Regions from separate parts of the Drosophila melanogaster genome. Here region 1 is linked to region 2. Evidence: chromatin contacts called from public Hi-C data. All regions are on one chromosome and are shown on one strand. Each heading gives the region's core, a stretch centred on a gene start, on an enhancer-like site or on the middle of the called end of the contact. The rest is flanking DNA. Distances are from core to core; before and after follow the strand shown.

Evidence for each region. A called contact is a pair of places that touch in the nucleus more often than the background predicts.
Region 1: a Hi-C map of the Kc167 cell line shows a contact between it and region 2, with 2.5 times the contacts expected there. The contact joins the promoter of Xrp1 here to the promoter of Vti1b in region 2. A contact is called at or near these places in 8 of 107 Hi-C or Micro-C datasets (the D17-c3 cell line, the Kc167 cell line, the ML-DmBG3-c2 cell line and 4 more).

What each region holds. Positions count from the first base shown.
Region 1 is chr3R:18,911,670-18,916,737 of dm6, reverse strand. Xrp1 (Xrp1,) reads right to left here and starts at 1,770. Exons shown (of 5, transcript NM_142504.4): 1 at 813-1,770. Sgsh (N-sulfoglucosamine sulfohydrolase) reads left to right here and starts at 3,816. Exons shown (of 1, transcript NM_142503.5): 1 at 3,816-5,068. The coding sequence starts at 3,904.
Region 2 is chr3R:18,395,369-18,400,839 of dm6, reverse strand. Vti1b (Vesicle transport through interaction with t-SNAREs 1b) reads right to left here and starts at 3,845. Exons shown (of 3, transcript NM_001275780.1): 1 at 3,337-3,845; 2 at 890-1,028; 3 at 501-829. The coding sequence starts at 901. The coding sequence ends at 620. It overlaps Vha100-2 (Vacuolar H[+] ATPase 100kD subunit 2), which reads left to right and starts at 1,671. Exons shown (of 6, transcript NM_142465.2): 1 at 1,671-1,848. Wdr37 (WD repeat domain 37) reads left to right here. Exons shown (of 3, transcript NM_142466.3): 3 at 1-467. The coding sequence ends at 13.

The DNA.
Region 1 (5,068 bases), core at 521-3,020, 520 kb before region 2:
CTGGCACGAGCTCTTGGAATATCGAAGACGACCATCAACAATGGACGCCCTCAGTTGGCAAATTAACAAAATAAATGGCCAACACGTAGCGATTCGTTCAATCTTTTCACGATGAGTGCGCATTTTTCGATTCCACGAAATGGGAATGGAAAGGTAGGGCGTTTTGCATGTGTAGATGAATAGCAATTGATCTACAAAGCCCCTTCCTTGTTCGATTTGATTATCTTATCTTATCACTTTTATCTGAAACGTGATCTACATATGTACATACAATATAGTGTGGTGGTAGCTAAAAGTGTATGACTAAGTTTAAAGTGATTTTTTGCAACAAGCAGTTGTCTGGCATATCCAAAAATGTGTTTTTTTAAGCTGTTTCGGTGTGCTCAGTCTCTAAAGTTTTAAATTAGTAAAGCCAAAGATTTTTGTATCTTCCCTACCATATATGCATGAATGTCTGTAACTCAACAGGTCACCATTATTAATTATTTAGTAATCATCCTAAAGATACAAAATTTAAGACTAGTTACTTAACTAATAATATAGAATAAGATATAAGACAGAATCCGGTTTAGAAACCCCATATAAATTTATTATTTTAAGCGTCACGTTTTCACATGTAATCAAAACACCTATCAAAACAACGCCCTACAAAAGTTCACGATTACTATAGGCCTATAGGTAGGTGGCCTCATCTATCTATGTATACTCGACGTGAAGTGTACCCAGTGTCAATGACACCGCCAGCAACAAAGTTGTGGCAACAAATGTTGCTGGCTTTGGGAAAATGAGAAATGTGGCCAGTAGTTGCTTACCCTCCATCATGTTGCTGCCACGTTGAGCAGGTTCCAATGATGACGGCACTAATATGATCTTGATCCTTGTTGCTCCTTATCTCCGGTGACTATTTGACTTATTCGAATCGGTTTCAAAAGAAAGTGCGGCGACTAAAGCGACGGCGGTTAAAGTCACGCTTCTTTCGTAGCAACTTGGAGCGTCGTAGGATCTTAGTGCCCGTAGTGCCACCAGTGCCGGTGCCGATCGTGGAGGTCTCGATATTGATTGAATTGTTGCAATAAAACTTATTGTTATGCCAGCCGCGCATACGCATACACATAAAGTTGTTGAGCATGGGAACCTGCTGCTGCGAATGTTGCACACACATGAAGACAACGACAGGCGAATGTTGCATGACGTTCTTAGGCGACGCGATGTTGGATTTCCCGCTTTTTCTCGACACTGCTGTTGCTGTTAGTGTTGCACCAACCGCAGGCAGAACGAACATAATATTGGGGCAAAATGCCTTTGAAGTGTTTTTCTCTTTTTTTTTCTTTTTTTTTTTTGGTACGGTCAGCTGTTGCTTCAGTGATACCACTTGTGTAGATCGGGCGTATGCTTAATGTACTCGTCAAGTGTTCGTGTTCACAAGCGCTTATCTATATAGCATCTAGATACAACTGTTATCTGAGATACCGAGATACGAAGTATATATAGAAATTGTTTGTTTAATTTTCGCCAATTTATTGCGTCTCTCGCAAATGTTTTTCAGGCTGTTAATCACTCTGAACTTTGCACTCAAAGTTGAGTTTATCTGGTACGTTTTACACGAAAAGAAATTACTGTTCTATGAATAGGATATCTTTGTAACGAGGTTCAGCGTTTGATGCCATTAAGATGGGATTCTAAAACACGTATCGAAAATTTCACAAATTCCACGCTGATTTGCACACCGAAAGCTCTGTCGTTTGCCTTGACTCACTGAATTGTTGTTCTGTTCGCGACGAAGTATTGTTACTAACTGACTCAACTGCGAGCACTGGACGGCAGCCGCTGGCCGGGGTTGATATAATTTTGCTGACGTCGTTGCCGGTTTCATTCACCGCTCCGTCCATATACCCTTTCCCCACCACCAATATATATTCACATATATTCACACACACGCGCTCTCTCAGCTGCTGTGTCTATTTTCTATGGCCGTGCCCCCAAAACATTTCCACGCGGGGATCTTTTTCTCTCATTATTTTTGTGATGCGGAGGATGGGCCACTCGGATAAGTGGGTGCCTCTACTTCTTAGATACTACTCTACTCTAAAACCCTTAGCTGGTTGAAAGCAGCTGAAAAAGGTGTAAACAATGCATTAGCATCAACTGATTTAAGTTCTGAAAAAAAAAAATTTCCATGTGCTATTAACTTGAGGCAAAGTATTACATACAACACAGTTAAGTTAATATAACAAAAAATATATATATTTTCAATAAACTGTGCAAAACGCAGACAGATTATTCATAGCCGTTCATATTATTTGGCTAGCGACAGTCTGAAAATTGCACAGATAGCATTTCGGTCTAAATTGGCTACAATAGATAAGAGAAGCTAAAAAAAAAGAATAAATTTTACTCTGCACCCAGATAATTTAGAAACGTAGATATTAAGGTTGTAAGTAATAGCAACTATGTTTGCTCACAAAGGGTTAATAAACTGGTATTTAATAAAAAGCCGCGAAACTTAAGTATAGTTCAATACTTTGCGTATTTTTTCGCGCCTAAATATTCATTTATATTCATATGATCATTCACAGGATTTTTAATGTAAATGTAAGTATTTATGGTTACATATGTCACCTATGTCCGCTCCAAAAGGTATAGGGCAACTGGTTTGGCAGCCTGCCATGCAGCAACAACAAACAATACAGATTCGCACTCTTTCTCTCCACGTGAGTGAAACTCTCTCTCGCTGGTTGAGATTGGCTGATGCAACACTTGCCACACGTTGCAACAGCTGTTTTAGTCTGGCCCAGCTGATTCGTATTGTTGGCTTGTTGCCAGAGACTGCGAAAATCTCTTGGCAACATGTTGCCACAACTTTTGGAAAACTCATAGTGTTGTTAAACATGTTGGGCGAAATTTTCACACCGGTGCAGGGCAAAAAGGGGGTGGCTTAAACTGTAGCTGGCTGGCTGGCTTAAATTAGCCGGCCGATGATTCATTTTGGGGGTTGTCCACTTACATAAGATGAGCTCACCCAATGTGAAAACTCTTTAGTCGCTGGAAGAAACTGCGCATTTCGACACAGAAAAGCCTAAACAAGCAGAACGAACATTTGTTTTGTAGATTTATAATTTTTCAAAACATACAATCGCATTGCACTTTGCGATTGGCCTTGACACCCTGACGTGGTTCCATTTGGCGACACTGTTCCTGCTTTTATCTTCTCCATGGCGCAAGATAAAATCAGAAAGTACAACGTGTTGATCACCTAATGGCCAGAGTCATGCAAACCAAACTCTTGGTGATTTAAATCTATTTCCATGTCTGTCACAAAAGAATACTGCTTATTATTATATGGCGGGTTATAATTTACCAAAGTACACAAAATGTTACAATACAATACAGTTGAATATATACTAGTTAAATGTACATATGTTTTATAACAGCTCATTGGCTGTGTTTTAATGGTTTATAAATGTAAAGTGTTTTTAAAGCATTTTAAATTTCAAATGAAACATTTTTTTTGTGGAAGTGCTGTTTTTTATACTGTTCAGATATATCTCACTGATATTTATGATGATTCTTTAATCGTATGACTGTACAGTACCCTCACACTTTAGTTCTCTGTATGGTGTGTTGACTGTAGTCAAACCGCTCCCAAAGAAAGTCGGGCAAAGTGAATGTACCTAGGCGCGCTCCCGCTGAGCATTTGTTGTGTTGATGAGATTAAAACTGGAACTGGGAATGGAATTGAATGCGTCTTAAACGGAGAACGGAGAAATGAGAGGCTTTGTGGACACTTAAAAGTATGCGGCTCTCTTGAGCCGTACTTCAGTACGCTGACGTCGACTGAAGAATCGCTTTGTTCTGCGCTCTCAAATATATTTAATTTGGATTTGGAACTGGATTTATGTCAACATGCAATTTCTGCAGTGGATTTTTACACTATGGCTAATTGCTGGTTGCTCCGCTGGCCCGCAGAATGTCCTGCTGCTTCTGGCTGACGATGCCGGCTTCGAATCGGGCGCCTATCTGAACAAATTCTGCCAAACTCCCAATCTGGACGCACTGGCAAAACGCGGATTGCTTTTCAACAACGCCTTCACCTCGGTAAGCAGTTGCAGTCCCAGTCGCTCGCAGTTGCTCACCGGCCAGGCTGGTCACTCCAGCGGAATGTATGGACTCCATCAGGGCGTGCACAACTTCAATGTTCTTCCGGATACCGGATCGCTGCCCAATTTAATCCGTGATCAAAGTGGCGGACGGATCTTGAGCGGCATCATTGGCAAGAAACATGTTGGGGCCGCCAACAATTTCCGTTTCGATTTCGAGCAAACAGAGGAGCAGCATTCCATCAACCAGATTGGCAGAAACATCACCCGGATGAAGGAGTATGCCAGGCAGTTTCTCAAGCAGGCCAAGGACGAAAAGAAACCCTTCTTCCTGATGGTCGGCTTCCATGATCCCCATCGTTGTGGCCACATCACCCCGCAGTTTGGAGAATTCTGTGAGCGTTGGGGCAGCGGAGAGGAGGGAATGGGCAGCATACCCGACTGGAAGCCCATCTACTACGATTGGCGTAACCTGGACGTGCCCGCCTGGCTGCCCGACACGGATGTAGTGCGTCAGGAGCTGGCTGCTCAGTACATGACCATCTCGAGGTTGGATCAGGGAGTTGGTCTAATGCTGAAGGAGCTAGAAGCAGCCGGCGTGGCAGATCAGACACTCGTGATCTACACCTCCGACAATGGACCACCGTTTCCCGGAGGCAGAACCAATCTCTACGAGCACGGCATACGATCGCCCCTGATCATTAGCTCTCCCAATAAGGAGGATCGTCATCATGAAGCCACTGCTGCCATGGTCAGTCTTTTGGATATATACCCCAGTGTAATGGATGCTCTTCAGATTCCCCGACCGAATGACACCAAAATCGTTGGCAGATCGATACTCCCAGTACTGCGGGAGGAACCTCCGATCAAGGAGAGCGATTCGGTGTTCGGTAGTCACAGTTACCACGAGGTGACCATGGCCTATCCCATGAGAATGGTGCGCAATAGGCGCTACAAGCTTATCCATAATA
Region 2 (5,471 bases), core at 2,596-5,095:
GAAGGACAATTGAAGGCAACTGAAGCGGAGAGCTGCTGCACCAAAGGAATGAGGAGGCGCAGCTCTGCGAAATCCCAAACATCTCTCGAACAAAGAAGCATCCCCAAAGCGATGCCCACATACTTACATATATGTAACCGTTTATCATAGATCAAGTATTATGCAGACATTGTTCAGGATGTTCTACTATCTCGTTGTCGCCCACTGAATGTAATTAACGTTGCTTTTTGCCAAATAGTCGTGGCATAGCGTGCTGCACGAACTACATATTATCATTGTTATAGCATACGTATGTATATGCGTTGGGACTGGGCTAAACTCTTCGGAGTGCAGAGCTTCCGATGTCCAGACCCGATTTTATCTGTGTTTTACTACCATAATACATATTATAGACGTCTAAGGCATTAACGCTTTAGCCAACATGAATAAACATAATCAACCACCCGATTCATCGCTGGGTATATCCTAAAACTGACCTTTTTGAATTGGAAGTGCATTTTAGTGGAGTATATACATTTATAAGCTTATTAACTAGGACAAAGAATTCGTAACGATTAATAGGTATATATAGTCCATCGCCTGTTTGGTGGTTACGACTTTGGAATAGAATGGCATTGGCTCACAGGTGAGCGAACTTCAGCACCAGCAAGCCGACGAGTATGCCCACCTCCAGAATGATAATCAGGATTAGGATGATCTTGTTGTAGAGCACCTCCCTGCTCAACTTCCGAATGATGACCCTCGATTTGGACAGATCCTGATCGGCGTCCTCCAGGCGGCGCGTGGTGCGTAGCAGCGACTCCCTCTGCTCGCCCAGTTCGCCGAGTACCTGTTGATGCGTAAGCGAGCATTAGTTAGCCCTGTTAATGGCTACTATCTGGGTAATTACCTCCGCCCCCATGTTCTCCGTTTCGATGGCAATCTGGTTGGATCGCTGGATACTGTCCGTCGTCCGCTGTAGCACGTCGTAGGTGCTGGCCGCGAGCTGCGCCTGCCTGCGCTCCTGGTCGCTGCCGCTGGGCAGCTGGCTATAGCCGGCGTAGGACATAATTTGGTAACAGCTTTTAATAAATTAAATGCGATGCAGTGGGAATATCAAAACAAAACAAAGGCAGAGTGTGGCCGTGGTGAGCGGTGCAGTGAAAACGCTATTTGGTAAGGTACTAACGCGTTGTGCGTGGAGCCACCTGTTAACACTTTATGCACTTTACAGCACTTAAAACAGTTGAAATTTAAAATGAAACTGTTACCAAATTAGCTTAATATTATTTTATATTCTAAATTCTAATTAAAAGTTTAAATTGTAAGAAGTGTTAGTTCAATTGGTTTTTTTTTGAGATTGGCTTCCTCACTATCAACAAGCACATCTAGTTACTGCAAAAATATCACATATTAATGGTGATTAATTGGGTGATCCTAAGAGTGATTAGGTTTTTGGAAACTGACCATTTTTTTGGTAGACACATGTAGCACTCGAGGATTTTGACTTTAGTACGGGTATTTGTCGATTTCTGATTTGCGATAACGGTCACCGATCATACATAGTTGGCATGCCCGCGCCGAGAGAGCCGCCTGAATTCACAGGGTGTGTGTGCTGAGTAACAGAGAGTGCGAGGCATTTCGAGGCGATCGCGAGATTTTCGAACCGAAGTCGCGGCAGCGAGTGCCAAATTTAAACGCAGTCGATCGCTGGCGGTGAGCAGACGTGTGCTGCGCTCCATTCAGATTCAGATTCGAATAAAGATACTCTCGCTCGGCAACAAACAAGTTCTAAATTTATCGCTCGCACTCGCGGGGAATCGAATCTGGTGTGTCTTTGACATAAAAAGCGTTTTCGGAGCTGTGAAGGTAAGCGAAAAACTCGAAAAAACTCGAAGCAACTGGAAAAACCCGGCGGGTTCGAGGTGTAAAAGCTGTGCCACGGGTTATCCACCCGTATATATCCCATATCCCCTGTAAACTAGCCATCCAAAGCACGTGCTTTGGCAGCAGGGAGTATGTGCAATTAAGCCCAATTTGAATGCACTTTGGCACGTGATGCTGGCTGCTGACAGCTACTGGTCGGAAAAGTGAGCTTACTGGGGGCTGCGGGGCACACCTGTCATGGGACCCATTGTGCAAACACCTGCCAGAAGTCGCAGCTAAAGTCAGAGCGGCAGATACGCGTAGCGCTATCTCTTTCGTAAGCCCCGAGTATCTCTGAGATACTCAGGTACGCACCTACTACGTTCGCAGTGTGTGTGTGTGTTAGTCGAACCCTTGTCATGTGAATATAATACTCTCCAGAGTATCTGTGAGTCGCGCTCTCTTTGCAAAGTCGCGAGTTTTCGAGTTTTATGCAATCATCATAATCATATGGGGGGGTTCTATCATGTGATCTTTTTCTCGGGGTCTCGGTTTCCAGAAGCCTTGCGTCCCCACAAAGATCTCCAGCTGGAACGGAAACCCTAAAAGCTGGGCTCGAGTAGTTGCGAATAGCGCACAATAAATACCAGTCGATTATGATTTATGGATCGCTCTATAAATTGTCCAATGGCACTTCCAATCGATCAATCAGTATTGCGCTGATTAGCCACAGTCGCAGACCCAGTTTATGAATGGGGAAAATCTGATCGATTCTAGAAATCTAGCAATTTCACATCTGAAGTATAGTATTTTGCCGAGTTGCACACAAGTGCTCCTGGTCGATCGTCCAGTTAATTAGCTATATAAAGCCAAAGCCCGGCCACTCGAGTCGCCGATCTCCAGTTACGTAACTCTATATGTATGGCTTATCGGGGAAGTGGTCGGCAAACACTGCAAATAATGCTGACTTTGATGGCTTATTTTTCTGTATTCAATAGTATTGCGTAAAGAGGCTATTTATAAGGAGTTGATACTAGCCGATTTATTAGCTGGCTCCTGTTTTACAGCTCTATATAATTTTGAATTCCCCCCATTAGTTCGATAATATATGAGCATAATCATCTTTGTGACGCAATGAAACGGTTTCTTCGCACAGAAGCAGTTGAAGAAAATGAATTGAACTGACAATTGGCGTTAATAAATGATGGTGCGGACTGTTTTTGTTCCTCGATCGCCTCCACTGTGGATTCACATTGAATTGGTTCGGTTATTCGTGCCAGCGAGTTCTTAATTACCCGCAGTGGAAAAAAAATGGTTTTGTCATAAAACCGAGCGCAAAGGCACCATAAAAACTAGAAGTTATATTCGTATTCGAATTAACAACAAATAGCGAACGGGAGAGCCAAAGCGCAGAGCGATAAAGAGAGAAGCAAACAAAACAGAGCGCAAATTCAACGAAACTTCGAAGTGTAGCGATATTAGCCTACTCACACATGGGCGTGCGCCCGCTCCCAACAGCAAAAAAGGGGGGTTGTCAATGTCAACCGCTCGTTCGCTCTCTCGGCGCCGCTCCCTCGCCCACTCAGCACCTCCTTCTCCACTCACCATCGAATAAATGTGATTAAGGCTCACCCACAACTCGCGTGTGAAAGCCAAGGAGCAGCTACAACAACTGAAACAACAACATTGCATCTGAAGTACAGTGCAGCTTGCTTATGTCGCTCCGCTCAGTGATAAAAGCTGAAGATTATTATTGCTCTCACAGCTATTGTTCTTATTGCAATTTGGGAAGTCTTACATTTCACCTTCTTACTTATTGTCGCAATAAGTAATTATTTTAATTAAAGACTTCTGGACATTTAGTAATAATAAAAGTTTACCTGTACATCGTGATAGGCGCACCCACACTCACGCACACAAGGCTAGATTGACCAGCAAAGCAGTGAAGAGGTGGAGAGAAGAAAGCGGGAGAGAAAAGAGAAGGCGAAGAGAGCGAACGGCACTTAGTTGTTGTTTTGAAGTCGAACTGGTTTACAGTTAGCAGTTAGCAGTTGCCTCTCAGCTGGCTCAGTGTTTTTTTAGTGTTCGAGCTGTGCGTGTGAACTGTGATATTGCGATATTGGGCTATCGCAATTGGAAACTGGACTTTTGGTTGAATTCATTATAAACGAAAGTGCGCTCGTTGAATCATTAAACAACATTTGAGCAGGCGAGTTACAATTCTATTACCGGTTTTTTTTTTAAAGCCAATCGAGTTTTGGAGGTAATTCTCGTCGGCGGAGGTAAGGGTTTCATGTGAATTTATACTAATTTATTGCATTTATTATAATTGGAAGCTTAGTTTTGTTCCTATATATTGCACAGCAGTATATCTTTAATACTATATATTAATTCTATTTTGAGTTCAGAGAGAAATATAAAACTTGTAAATAGGTTTCATATCTACATATAATGCCTAGGTTAAAGTCTGAGCCATATCTGTTTCCGCTTTTAAGTGATAAACCTTCAATAGTAAATTACCTCAAACAATGAATTATAAATAAGAAGCTTTCCCATTCGCTATTTTCTACGCCTTAGAAAGAATACAACACGTCGTAACGTTTTGATAAATTGCTAGAACCTAATTGGTCTATAAGTTTGTTCTTACATTTATTATTAAGCCAAGTACTAGAAATGCCGTGCACTAGGGTGCTTAAAAATGCACACCATTAAACCATGGGAAATCCTTCAAATGTGGTTTCAAATTGCGCCACTTAACCTCGTTAATAGTTAACACCGCCAAATTGCATTATAAATTTAACAAGTAGCCGCTTTAAATTGGAGAGACCCGCTCTATAAGGATTTCCCCCACCTGCTGTTTCGGCGCACGCCAATAGTAATTTAATAATGCCATAAAGATGTTGAAAACAATTGCCCGACAAACATTCTAAAATGAGCCTTAACGAGCTGAGAACTTGCCATATTCCTAATTAATAATAGGAGCAATTAGGCTGCGAATTTCATGACTCTGCTATTTTTAGCAAACTGCCGACAGCCAACGATTCTTGGTTATAAAACGACAGAGCAGAACAACAAAGTGTCAACCTACATAAATGCTGACTGAGCTGATAAAATGTAAGCAAAAACGCTGAAACTGGTCGAAAGATATGGGAAGCAACAGGCGATAGAGGAGCATATGCATATGTATTCAGAGTAGACGCGGATCGGATTGGGGAGTCATATGCAATTCCAATCCCCAGCGAAGTTGCGCGCTGAAACCTCGAGGAATTCGGGTTTCAAGCCCCCTTTTCCACCCATCCGACTTTAGTTGGTCACATGATTGATGAACCTCCAATAGCTATGGGTTGGGTTTGTCGATGGATATCAATGACGTCCCCATACTGGCTCCTGTCCAATTGTCTTGGCGGCCACCCAAGGGTTTTATTCTATAGTATGACATATGGGGCTTTACAATTCTTCAACATTATGATGTATTTGTGCAATCGCAAGAGTTTACTATTCATATTAACGTGGGATGCCAAAACTTACAAAGTGGTAATTCAACGCTTGTAAAATCTCAGCAAAATCTTCCGGAAATTCTTGGGAATGTACCAATGATGCGATTCCATTTTTACTGATAGATTCTT